Linked DNA regions of Zea mays: region 2 is linked to region 1. A link is a contact called in public Hi-C data. All regions are on one chromosome and are shown on one strand. Each heading gives the region's core, a stretch centred on a gene start, on an enhancer-like site or on the middle of the called end of the contact. The rest is flanking DNA. Distances are from core to core; before and after follow the strand shown.

Region 1 (7,352 bases), core at 3,932-6,431:
AGCGATGAAATCTGCTAGTGCCTGGGACTGAATTGAAGATCTATGCACATAATCAATGCAGAACTCATTGAGTTCCGCAACCCACTTTCCAATCCTTCCAGTAGCTTCTCTGTTTCTCATGATATCCTTCAAAGGTTGTGATGAAGGAACAATTATATGGTATGCTTGAAAATAATGTCGAAGCTTCCTGGAGGCCATTAAAACAGCATACAGCACCTTCTCCAATTCTGTATAGTTTTTCTTTGATAAACTGAGAACTTCGGAAACAAAGTATACTGGAGCCTGCTTTTTCAATTTCCCTTCAAGCTTCTCTTGAACAAGCGTCGCACTTACTACAGAGTGTGAAGCTGCCACATACAGCAGCAGAGGAGCCCCTGGCGCTGGTGGAGTTAGAGTTGTTAAATCTATCAAATACTGTTTCAGTTCTTCGAAGGCTTTTTGCTGAGCTGATCCTCATTGAAAAACTTCGGCTGGCTTCAGCACTTCAAAGAATGGTAAATTTCTCTCTGCCGATCTGGATATAAATCGATTTAAAGATGCTAGTCTTCCTGTCAGCCGTTGAGCCCCTATCTTTGTGCTTGGCGGCTCCATCCGAAGGATAGCTTCGATTTTATTTGGATTAGCTTTGATCCCTTTTGTTGAAACCAAACAACCAAGGAATTTCCCCTTCTTTACCCCGAAGACACATTTTTCTGGATTCAGCTTTAGACCAGCTTGCCTAAAATTAGCGAATGTCTCCTGTAGATCAGCAATGTGATTTTCTTGCTTTGTGCTTTTTACTATGATATCATCAACATATGTTAGCACGTTTCTGCCTATCTAAGAATGAAGAACCTTTGCTGTCATTCTGTTGAAGCTTCCTCCAGCATTCTTGAGCCCCTCAGGCATCCGAAGGTAACAATATGTACCACTGGGGGTGATGAAACTGGTTTTTGGCTCGTCTTCTTTCTTCATCCAGATTTGATGGTAGCCTGAATAACAATCTAGTAAACTCATGAGCTCTGACGAAGCTGCTGCGTCTACCAGAGAATCTATCCTTGGTAATGGAAATTCATCCTTCGGACAAGCCTTGTTGAGATCAGTAAAATCAATGCACATTCTCCATTTACCATTGGCTTTCTTCACCATAACAGTGTTAGCTAGCCATTCTGGGTATTTTACTTCTCTGATGACTCCAGCGCTGAGGAGTCTTTTCACTTCATTTCGAGCACCTTCGGCTTTGTCATCAGACATCTTCCGAAGCCTCTGCTTTCTAGGTCTGAAGGATGTGTCAACATTGAGTGAGTGTTTAATAACATCCCTGTTGACACCACATAGATCATTAGCTGACCATGCGAAGACATCTTTGTTGTTGAACAGGAACCTTATTAGGGTTTTCTCCTGCTCTTCAGACAATTGAGATCCCAATAGCACCTTCTGCTCTGCTATATCGTCACATAAGAGCATGGGCTTCGGCTGATCAGCCGAGGCAGCTTTCTCCCTTCTGTACTTGTATTGCTCACAAGCTTCGGCTCCATCTATGTTATGGATTGCTTTTGAATCTGTCCAGTTTCCTTCGGCCTTTCTGGCAGCTTCCTGACTTCCATGAATAGCAATAGGCCCTTGATCCGAAGGTATCTTCATGCAAAGATATGCTGGATGAAGAATTGCTTCAAAAGCATTGAGAGTACCACGACCAATGATTGTGTTGTAAGGTACTCCATGTCAACAATATCAAACACAACTTGTTCAGTCCTTGTATTGTTGATAAATCCGAAGGTCACTGGTATCGTGATCTTGCCAAGTGCTACAATCTGCCTTCCTCCGAAGCCACAAAGGGGATGTGTGGCGTCATGGATCTTATCTTCGGGCTCTTGCATCTGTCTGAAGGCCTTAGCAAATATAATATCCGCTGCACTGCCTGTGTCGACCAGAACATTGTGGACCAAAAATCTTTTGATAACACAAGAAATAACCATAGCATCATTGTGAAGGTAATCCTTGAGCTGAAGATCCTCTTGGGAGAAGGTAATCGGGATGTGGGACCATCTTGACTTGATGAAGGGTCCTTGCACCCCGACATGCTGTACCCTTCTCTGTGCCTCCTTCTTCTGCTTCTTGTTGGCTGTCTTTGAGCATGAACCGCCTGTTATCGGGAGTACGAGCTTCGAAGCCGAAGCAACTCCAGCTTTGAACGAAGCCATCAGCTCAGAAAGTGGAAGTGAGTTCACCGGAGGTGGGCGCCAATATTGGGGACTTGTTCTCAAATGCTATGAATTAAGAACAAGGCAACACAAAGATGTTAAGTATTAAAGCCCTTCGTCCGATGAAGCATTGTCTCCCCAAGGATCCAATGAGCTTCGGACGAAGGTCATGAGTAAAATATCACGAAGATTTTACCTTCGTGATCATACTTGCAAAACAATGAATAATGAAAAATGAAGTACAAAGTATAAAACATATTCACACATTTTATTGTATGAATATAAATATTAAAACATAGTATTTGGGCACATTTATACCTTCGCCTTGGCGGAAAGCAATAATTCAAGCGTAATGTGCCAGTGATTACAGGATTCCATGAACAGTGTCGGGGTACTATTCACCTATTTATAGGCACAGGGTGCAATCTGCGTAAAATTACATTTATGTCCTTTATAATCGACTACAATAATGACACAAAACATTATGGGTCTTTAAGTCAATCCATCTTTAAGTCGGTTCGGCTCTTTATCTTGAGATCTGTCATTGTGCCGAAGCTTTATAGATAATAGCTTCGGCGCTTGCTCCTGAGAAGACCTTTCGAAGGTGTTCTCTTTCTTTAGAATCTTCGGCTACGAAGCATACCCCAACAACCAGGATGTTGGGCCTTCGAAGTAAGGACGCCTGGTTCTACTTCACAGAATAGTAAACATTGTCCACTTTGCCCCTTTGCCTTAACAAGTCAGCAACACTATACGTAGCAACGAAGTGTAGGCTCAATTTTGGTCGTTTTCTCATTTTTCCTTCTCGCCGCTGGTCCTCATCTTTTTTTCCCCATACGTGGTTGACTAGTTGGAACAGTGTTTTTCTACAGCTTCTATGCGAGTGTTTGTTTGTAGGGACTAAAATTTAGAAATAATAATACGTGACTAAAGGAACCAAACATCCTCTAATTCAATACGTGAGCTCATGGCCTCAATCTCCCTTTTCTGACTATTGGGCTGCAGCCGGATGTACCTGCAGCAGGAACATGGAGTACTTAGCTAGACTGTTTATTAGTTTTTGGAATATAATAAATATTCCGCTTTATCATTTTCCCATGGGAACTTAAGGTTATCTTAGTATACAATGTTTATTAGTTTTTGGAATTTTTTCAGTTGCATTTGGATGATTTTCTATATAAATAATAATAATAATACACAAAATAGCTTTAAAAATTCTTATTTTTTACGGAGGAACAATATACATATAGTTCTAAAAACATTTAGACCATAAATTTCATACGATGTCAGCGTTTCTTCCATTCCACTTCCACTTACTGCGTGAGTTACAAGTAAAATCGTTCTATGTATTAAAGTTTCAACATGATCAATACTTCACTTATCATTTTTATGTGGGCACTTGAGGTTATCTTTGTACAAAATGCCTATTAGTTTTGATAACTTATTTGCAATTTTCGGTCGAAACTAGAGTGTTTTGTGAATTTAGTTACATTTTGATGATTTACTGTACAAAAAATTAATAATGCACAAATAGCATCAGAAATTTATGAAATTATACATAGGGACAACATAAGACCACATATACTCAATAAAAATAATGGGATCATAAAATGCACAAGATGTCAACGTTTCTTCTATTTCACTTCTATTTATTGCGTGAGTTACACGTAAAATCACTTCAAGTATCAAAGTTTCAACATAATCAATATTTTACTTTATCATTTTTATGTGGGGACTTGAGGTTATCTGCTTATAAAATGTTTATTAGTCTTGATAATTTATTTACAATTTTCTGGCTGAACAAGAATATTTTATGATAAGCAGCTCATGCATTATCCGACAAGTATCTGATATCCGACCAAATAACATATGTATCCGTCACTTATCCGTCCAAATAAATATCTGGTCGCTGTATCCGTATCTATCCCGTTTCTAACTATTTGTATATGATCCCGAATCCGATTGAAATACATTAGGGTAGGATACAAGATGAGCCCCTATCCGTCTGTATACGTCCCGTTTTTACCCATACTCGTCAAACTTTTTAGGACTTGTTTGATTGTGTCCGAATCAAAGGGGATTGAAGGAGATTAAATCCCTCCCTAATAAAAAATAAATAGAAAAAGATTTAATCTTCTTCAATTCAAACGCAATGGAACAAGGCGTTAGAAGTTTCATCCAACTTTTTTGCTGGTCTTAATTGCAACTTCTCCTAGAGCTCTGTTGACTCCATCTTCCATAACTCCATTAAGCTCAGAGCTAGAACCTACATTTATGCACAATTTTTTTATTTCAAAAAGAACCTACGTCTATTCCAAACGATGTGATAAAAAATGCAATAATTTTGTAGGGCTAGTTTAGAAACTCAAATCCCCTATATAATCAAAGGAGATTTAAGTTTCTCGTAGAGCTTATTTGGATGCATGGGATTGTAAGAGCTCGTATGGTGTTTGATCGAGTTTCTTCATCAATGTAGACCTTGTTTAGATACTCTCATATTTACTTCAATACATGTGTATTGAGGTGAACTAGAGTGTAAATTAGTTTAAATTACACTTTAATCCACTTTATTACACGTGGATTGGGGTGAATATTGAGTATCGAAACAATGACTCATCAGGGAGGCTTGTCTCTGTGGGCTGGTTCTAAGCGTAAGCGGGCCGGCCAGCACTTATGGTATATGACTTGGGCTGAGATCTGGTCACAACCCATCCCTCCGTCAAAGATTCCTTTTACTCACGTGAAAGCAACCAGAAAGGAAAAAAAAGGCCGTTTAAATAGCCGAAAGGCGCCCGTGGAAAAGACGCCGCCATGCGCCTTCGTTCACACGATCGCGTGCCAACGGCTCAGATGTCCCCACGACGCGCCCAGGAACATTCTAGAACACCACAGCCCACGCGCTGACGACGAGCCCTTTGTTCCCTATAAAAGCCACTGCCCGGCTCAGTCTCTCGCCCTCTCGAAACCCTAGTCCCCTGCTCCATTCTCAGCCGCCGCCAATCCCTTCCCGTGCTCCGCAACCGCTGAGTGAGAAGAAGAGATGGCCGGCAAGGGCGATGGCCCGGCTATCGGCATCGATCTCGGCACGACGTACTCTTGCGTCGGCGTGTGGCAGCACGACCGCGTCGAGATCATTGCCAACGACCAGGGTAACCGCACCACGCCCTCGTACGTCGCCTTCACCGACTCCGAGCGCCTCATCGGAGATGCGGCCAAGAACCAGGTCGCCATGAACCCCATCAACACCGTCTTTGGTGAGTACACTCCACCATTTAGGCTCTTACTCCTTTCCTAGCTCGGATACGTTTTGTTTACCGTGACTAGCGGTTTTGTCTGACCCATACGACCCATCTACGTTACTGCTTGATTTGATATGTTTAAGTTTCTGTCGTAAAAGTAGCTCAGATCCGATCTAGTTTGGCTATGTTTTTGTCTAGATCGGTTGGATCTGAAGGCGACTGTGATCTGTAGTAGTTCCGTAGTTATTTTTCCTCTGGCTGGGTTTAGATCTGTTATTGTTTGTCATGGTAGCTTTAGATCTATTTGTTTTTTATCACCTATTTGGTATATAATACTGGTCCGAAGGCTCTGCAGTACTATTTGTCAACTCTTGGCAGATTGATGATGAAACAATTACCCCAAGCGCTTTATTCCACTGATGCCAGTGATGGAAAACTATGCTATCATAGTTTTTGTGGTTTTCAATCTGAAACTGCAGATCAAGAGTTTTTTTAGGTTTCCTTCGATTTTGTGTTTGGTTTTTCTTCTTCCAGCCATGACAAAATGAAAACCATTAGTTTTATTTGGTTAAGTAATGGGATAAGTGATGATATTTGTATCCACACGAGATATCTGTATTTACTATGATGCCAACATTATGCATCTCCATCTGATCTCTCATTATCTTATCATATTGCTTTAGCTACAACTATTGGCTCCCTAGTTTTAGATTGTACCTTATATGATTGGTGGTTGGCACCTCTGCACATCAATCATTGCTTTGATTGCCAACGTTTAAAAATGTTGTACTGCTATTTATTTGCTCTTATTTTTTTATCATGCATGTGGTTGAGATTTACTTGAGTAGAACGTTCACGTTGTAGTACAATTTTTACTGGAGAAGTGATGAAGTCATAACATAGGAAATATCTGCATTCACTGTGATGATCACATCATGCACTACCATCTGATCTCCTACATTTCAATTTTATTGCAAACTTTTGCCAGTTTTATAGTAACTTGTAATTCGGCAGTAGTTCTGTGAAGTCTATAGTATTTGTTGTTTTTTATGTGCAATCCGTGATGCAAGACAATTTCCTGAACCACTGTGATTAGTACAGCAAAAATCACCATCTTTCGACTGAGATTGCACTGCCAGTTTGAGTTTTATTGCATGCAAAGTGTTTCTGTGTGTAATTTGTTGCAGTCAATGCCATTTGGTATCTGACTCGCAGTCATTTTTCGTGATTGTGTGTCTCGAAACATGGCAGAAAACAAAGGGGAATGGATCTTGCGACACTGGTTGACCATTTATGAGCTTCCAGTTACTATATGCCCGTTTACATTATCTGTTTGGGCAAGTGATTATGACTGAAAAAACTGACGTCTGTTTTTTCTTAGCTAGCAAGTTGTATTTTTTTTGAAATCAGTCTGATTATTGGAGTTTGTTGATTGACCTTTATGCTATTGGTATCTTGACTCATGTCAGTTTTTTATTAGTTAGGTATACTTGGTTACATAAGCAGATATCATTTGATTGATCAAAGTTTTGTATTTGTTAACAGAAGTGTTGTTGTGTTACATTTCAAATTGTATGGTATTAGAATGCATTTCTGACATGATTGGGTTCATATGCAGATGCCAAGCGTCTCATCGGCAGGAGGTTCAGTGATGCGTCTGTCCAGAGTGATATCAAGTTGTGGCCCTTCAAGGTCATTTCTGGGCCTGGTGAGAAGCCAATGATTGTTGTCCAGCACAAGGGTGAGGAGAAGCAGTTTGCAGCTGAAGAGATCTCCTCTATGGTTCTTATCAAGATGCGTGAGATTGCTGAAGCTTACCTTGGTAGCACGATCAAGAATGCTGTGGTCACAGTCCCTGCCTACTTCAATGACTCACAGAGGCAGGCCACAAAGGATGCTGGGGTGATTGCTGGCCTTAATGTGCTGCGTA
Region 2 (6,321 bases), core at 1,726-4,225, 590 kb before region 1:
CCTGGAATTTTTGCTATTTGTTTATGCGCATCGGATTTACTCCTTTGTGCTACAACAATTGTTGGTATCACCATGTGCTACTGCTTTCTCTTGTATCACAGTTCCAGTAATACTTGATGCGCTCGAAATTGGTCATTACAGTTTTTTTTGGAGTCATTGCATCATGTATATGTGCTCCCTTCCGTTTCATATGACGGCAAATCAATCCCATATGTTCTCATAGCATCTGCATGGACTTATTGTAAAACCTATTGCAGGACTGCCTATGATGTGTCCATTAATGACGACTCTTGGCCAACAGAAGTGTTTGAGCTTGTCACTGGAGAGAAATCGAAGACATTGGAAAGGCTTGACCCGTGAGTACATTTTGTAATGCATATCACTGCTTTACATGTTCATGTACAGTAAAGTTAATGATTACCTTGACTCTTTCAGTGGTGCCACTGCTTCACACACATATGTCCTGGAGACCAAAACACAGGGCAGGTTCCAGGGTTCACCAGCTATCATTACATACCGTGTTCCCACAAAGACAGCTCTTCAGGTCCCCCCCACCCCACTTTATCTCTACTGTTAAATGTCTTCAAGTCGTCCAATTAATCGCGATTAGTCGTCCAAGTTGGTTTGGACCAATCACGATTAATCGCCCTAGTCGGTCAGCAAGAACGACCAGCAAGTCGTCCGACTTGAAAACATTGCTACTGTACATAATTTAGTAGTGTTTCTTGTATTGTCCAACCCACGGTGTTTCGCTAAATCAATGCTTTGTACATGTTGAAGGAGGCATACTCAACTCCCATCTTCCCACTGGATATTCTCGCTGAGAGACCTCCAGAGAAGAAGTTTGAATGGGTAAGTAAGCATGCCATTGCACGCACAACCTAGTTCATGTTTCTTGCCCATACTGATGTTCGGATGCTGTTTCTGGTGTTACCTCTGCGTGGAAATCTGAATATGCTCTCATACTATGTTCAGGCTAAGGTATTTTTCTCTTTCCCTCTACTCTGGTCAATTTCCCTAGTTCATCTAAATAAAATTTTCAGGCAGATTTTACCATTCATTTGAGCTGGACACTAACAAAAAAAATTGTTATCCATGTGCAGAGGCTTGTGATGAAATACGGGTCACTTGTGTCTGTTGTCTCTTTTGTTGGACTGTTTATCTACCTTGTCGCGAGCCCGTCGAAGAGCAGCTCAAAGGCAAGCAAGAAGAGACGCTGATCTACTTATAGGTCGCAGTTGACGGTGTAGCTGGTGGTTTTGCCTGGAGGAACTCTTGGTAGTTTGAGCTGTGCGAAAGCTTTTAAGTTTACATTTACTCACCACTCCATGAACGGCAACGAAGTATTCATCAGTTAGAAAAGTGCACCTATAATTTTGGTTGCTTATAACTTTCTATTTGTCAGAGATTTAACTCGAAGGACCTGTAACTAGGAAAGTTAATTTTGCTTGGAAGAACATTTTGATATGATCGTTGTTCCTGTGCTTCGTGCGTGGTGCCGTGAAATTGAGAGGAACCATTTGGTGGGACGTTTTCAGCTGACAATGGTCATGACATTGCAACTGCCGTTAATCTGAACCATGCATGTTGAAGATCACATATTTAATAGTTAGGCCCTGTTTGGGAGCGCATTTTTTCAAAACCACAGTATTTCAAATACCATGGTATTTCAAAGCCATGACATAAGCTCAGTTTTAAATACCACAGTATCCAATACATAGAGGTGTTTGGGAACGTAGTTTTCAACCAAATCATAATGTGAAAAAGAAAGCTAAAACAAATTCTACTCCCAGCCACGTAATGCTTTCCCAATCAAAAAAGAACCTCCCAGCCTAGAGCGCACCTGTTGCAAATCAAAATAGCCAGTACATGTACATTAGAACAAGTTGTCATTGTTTTCCCAAGTGTTAAAATCAGAACAAGCTGTCATCGTTTTCCCAAGTTTTGAAATCATGTTGCTGGCTTTAAATGTCCAAGGTTCCCAAGAATTGACTACACGAGAGAAGAAGAGAAAAGTATCTTATTCTCTGCCTCCCATGTTTATATATATGTGTGTGAACCAGCCCATTCTAACTTTTACATTTATAAAGGTAGGGCTAGTTTGGAAACCCCATTTTTCTATAGAATTTTAATTTTCCCATAGGAAATTAGTTCATTTTCCCTTTGAAAAATTAGAATCCCTTGGAAAAACGATGTCCCCAAACTAGCCCGTAGTTAGGAGTTAGACGGAAAAAATAGCTGAAAAGAAAATTTACCTTATTTTGATAACTTATTCTTTTTCAATGATTGTAATATTAGCATGCAATGTAACATACACAAAACAAACTTACGCACATAGCATTTGTGAAACATAACATCTCTGAATAAAATTATGCACGAGATGGTGAAACAAACACAAGATTTATTATGACAAAAATACGCACAAGACTTGTGAAAGAAATTTGTGCACGCAAGATTTGTGAGTATAAATTACGTGTAAACAGATTTGTGGAAAAAACATACGCACTTGAGATTTGTGAACATAAGATCCTAGATCAGATCAGAAGAAGAGAAAACGTTAAAAAAAAACTGAAGAGTACAAAAAGGAAAAAAAAAGCACGGCAGCGTACTGCGCTCTGCAGCTAGCCAGTACAGGAATGAGAAAGGAGAACGGGCTGAGATATCACAAGGCACAAGCCATGCTGAGAAAGTGAGACGAGCGTTCGCTCAGGACGAATGACCGCTGAACTGGATTTGGGCTGTTTTGCTCACTTAAAGAGCCCAACTTCACCCAGATGGCCCATGAGAACCAGCCCACTCTTCTCCTCCCGCAGCCTCTCTGTCTCTCGCTCATTCCAATACACTGACACGACGGTCCCATCACTCATCGGACGGTTCAAACCAGCCGTGAACCTCATCTCCACCATCCGCCGTAGGGTAACCCTCCCCAAACCCTCACGACGCACTATATAATGCTCTCTCTTCTCTCTCGTCCAACGCTAGCCGCACCGCGCTCACTTCCGCACCCTCTTCCCGCCGCGCCGCCGCCGCCGCCGCTTCCTCCCCGCCGCCGGGCAAGATGGGTCGCGTGATCCGCGCGCAGCGTAAGGGTGCGGGATCCGTGTTCAAGTCCCACACCCACCACCGCAAGGGCCCCGCCCGGTTCCGCTCCCTCGACTTCGGCGAGCGCAACGGGTACCTCAAGGGCGTAGTCACCGACGTGATCCACGACCCCGGACGCGGCGCCCCGCTCGCCAAGGTCACCTTCCGCCACCCCTTCAGGTACAAGCACCAGAAGGAGCTCTTCGTCGCCGCCGAGGGCATGTACACCGGCCAGTTCGTTTACTGCGGCCGCCGCGCCACGCTCTCCATCGGCAACGTCCTGCCGCTCCGCGGGATCCCCGAGGGTGCCGTCGTCTGCAACGTCGAGCACCACGTTGGTGACCGCGGTGTCTTCGCCAGGGCCTCTGGGGACTACGCCATCGTGATCAGCCACAACCCTGACAACGGAACCTCGAGGTCTTAACACCATCAGCATCCCTCCTTTCTCTATTTCATTCGTAGGATGAGACCTGATGTGGTAGTTCGACTATGAGTACTTGTATCACTATCTGATATGTTAGGATTCATGTAGCATTCTGAAAATAGTTTAGCTCTGTTCTTGTGGCTTTAGATTTAGTATTTTTACAATTTTAGAACAAAACGCTTCGAATTGTGCTCTAGTATAGTAGACATATCTGCCACATTCTAGTTGTTTCGATAGGAAAGGTTTAGGAAGTTTCTTGCGTTATGGAGGTATATTTAGTTCTGTAGGCATTTGAAGTTGATTTGTTCGTATATTTTGTGATATTATTGTGCTGCTTTACACATCTCGATTGTTTATACTTATGAAATTGTAAGTTTTTTTCTCATCTGATGATGGCAGCCTTAATATTACATTTTTACAGCTGAACATATTGTAGAATACCTCCATTGTAGAATACCATGTAGATATTGCAAGTTCTTAAGGGTTGGTTTGGTGGACGGGAAATGGAGCCATGGATCCCCTCTGTTTTCCTGTCTACCAAAGCAGCCCTAATATTGCTGCCTATTGATGTTCTAATGTGGCAGAAGATAATATTGTTCTAGTGTAGTTGTCTATATATATATATTATAATCTATCCCAAACAATAGTTCCTAATTTTGCTCTGTTTTTACAGGATCAAGCTGCCATCTGGTGCCAAGAAAATTGTCCCCAGCAGCTGCCGTGCCATGATTGGGCAGGTTGCCGGTGGTGGCAGGACTGAGAAGCCGATGCTGAAGGCTGGCAACGCCTACCACAAGTACCGTGTGAAGAGGAACAGCTGGCCCAAGGTCCGTGGTGTGGCCATGAACCCCGTGGAGCATCCCCACGGAGGAGGTAACCACCAACATATCGGTCACGCCTCTACTGTCCGCCGCGATGCTCCCCCTGGCCAGAAGGTCGGTCTCATTGCGGCTAGGAGGACTGGAAGGCTCAGAGGCCAGGCTGCTGCCACAGCCTCCAAGGCTGACAAGGCCACCTAGAGTATTGTTGTTCTTGTTTTATCTATCCCTCTGCTGTGATTTATTAGATGGTTAAAAAGGACGTGTTCCGCTATGGATGGTACTATGGTGAAACATTGTGTCAGTTTTTGTGGTATCTGTATGGATTTTCAAGTATGCCTAAAGAAGTTTTTGGTGCTCAATGATATATGCCTCTTTTCTCAGTTTGCATTTTGGTTTGTTGTTGTAGAATTGTTGAACGGTTGTCTCCGATCGTGTAATTTCTGAGTTCCTTAACGTTGGTTGTGCATGGTTTGTCAAACAAATGTAAGTGGTAATTACCCTGAACTTCATTACGGCTGAGTTATAGAGATTGTTGGAACTGGGAGGTGCTTGATAGACGGCTGGACAGATTTTGAGCCTAGAAATTTAAATTTCAACACAGTTCTCCCTAATTTCTCCATCTGTATCTCACTATAATCATAAAATATTATTTCTTATACCTACTTTTTATTTACTATCAATTTTTATCTAATAACAATTATTCGCGGCCATCCAACATATGCAATGAATGCTGCTAGAGGAGTGACGGGAGAGAGAAGAATCCCGTCGGCTGAAGGGGCATATGCAATGAATACTGCTAGAGGAGTGAAGAATCCCGTCGGCTGGAGGGACTCGTAGGGGGCGCCCGGCGTGTACTGTAGCGGCGTAAGTACTTTCCCCTCCTAAATTAAATCAACTTAACTTCTAGAATCACAAGTTAAAACTATTTCAACTTGGTTAATATTTTTATAAATATAACAAACATATATCGCTTCAAAGAAATACATTATAGAAATACATCATGAACGTTTTTATAATTTATAAGAGCATCTTCAACCAGAAATTCTATATTTGAGTCCTTAAAATTGAAATGGCACCTGATTAAAGTGATTAAAGTGTTTAGGGTTAAAAAAAGTTTGCGGCTCCAACAGCTGAGCTATATATATCATATTATTAGAAAATAAATCATTTTATTTACGAAATAAAGGTTAGGAATAGTGTATAAAATGAGGATAGAGCTTTAATATACGAGGTACTATATTTAATACTTGAAGGGACGAGCCCTATAATTGTTTAATGATTTTTTTTCTAAAAGTAAGTTCCCTATTGGAGCATATTTTTTGAGTTAGAGTCCTATATTTCAAAATATGACATTGTTTATGACTTTTGTTGGAGATGGTCTAAGACTACTTTCAGCAGATTTCCTACTCACTCACTATTTCAAACTTTTTTTCTCCAAATATTGTAATCTACCGTATAAAACAGTATTTTGCACGACCCTTTATACGACGTATTGTAAATGGTCAGCCTACTTTTGGTTGAGCTTTCCTACCTAGATTGACTCTCAGATTTTAATGTGTTGCCATCTAACTTTTCAAAATATTTACCCATCGTGCTGCCCATTACATTTTGTTTTCCTTTCTTTTCATCCACCCTCGATAGAGCATCTTCGACGGCGTGCTTAAGCTGTTTTCAACGATTGCTTCTTGATAGTCGCCTAGAGGGGGGTGAATAGGGCGAAACTGAAATTTACAAAATTAATCACAACTAAAAGCCGGGTTAGCGTTAGAAATATAAACGAGTCCGCAAGAGGGCGTAAAACAAATCGCAAGCAAGTAAAGCGGTGAGACACAAGGATTTGTTTTACCGAGGTTCAGTTTTCGCAAACCTACTCCCCGTTGAGGTGGTCACAAAGACCGGGTCTCTTTCAACCCTTTCCCTCTCTCAAACGATCCCTCGGACCGAGTGAGCTTCTCTTCTCAAATAAAAAACCGGGAACAAAACTTCCCCGCAAGG

The links. Hi-C and Micro-C count contacts between places; a contact is called where the count stands out from the background.
Region 2: a contact with region 1 is called in a Hi-C map of ear, with 2.0 times the contacts expected there. The contact joins the promoter of LOC110485087 here to the promoter of LOC103650526 in region 1. A contact is called at or near these places in 3 of 25 Hi-C or Micro-C datasets (ear, endosperm and tassel).

What each region holds. Positions count from the first base shown.
Region 1 is chr3:127,904,917-127,912,268 of Zm-B73-REFERENCE-NAM-5.0, reverse strand. LOC103650526 (probable mediator of RNA polymerase II transcription subunit 37c) reads left to right here and starts at 5,181. Exons shown (of 2, transcript NM_001319757.1): 1 at 5,181-5,437; 2 at 7,041-7,352. The coding sequence starts at 5,224. It overlaps LOC111591276 (small nucleolar RNA Z195/SNORD33/SNORD32 family), which reads left to right and starts at 6,299; the gene lies at 6,299-6,379. It overlaps LOC111591214 (small nucleolar RNA Z194), which reads left to right and starts at 5,796; the gene lies at 5,796-5,897. LOC111591227 (small nucleolar RNA F1/F2/snoR5a) reads left to right here and starts at 6,611; the gene lies at 6,611-6,750. It also overlaps LOC111591277.
Region 2 is chr3:128,494,172-128,500,492 of Zm-B73-REFERENCE-NAM-5.0, reverse strand. LOC110485087 reads left to right here and starts at 2,975. Exons shown (of 2, transcript NM_001353000.1): 1 at 2,975-3,498; 2 at 4,179-4,663. The coding sequence starts at 3,059. The coding sequence ends at 4,524. LOC100272685 reads left to right here. Exons shown (of 6, transcript NM_001365772.1): 2 at 258-356; 3 at 436-544; 4 at 781-852; 5 at 976-981; 6 at 1,104-1,466. The coding sequence ends at 1,220.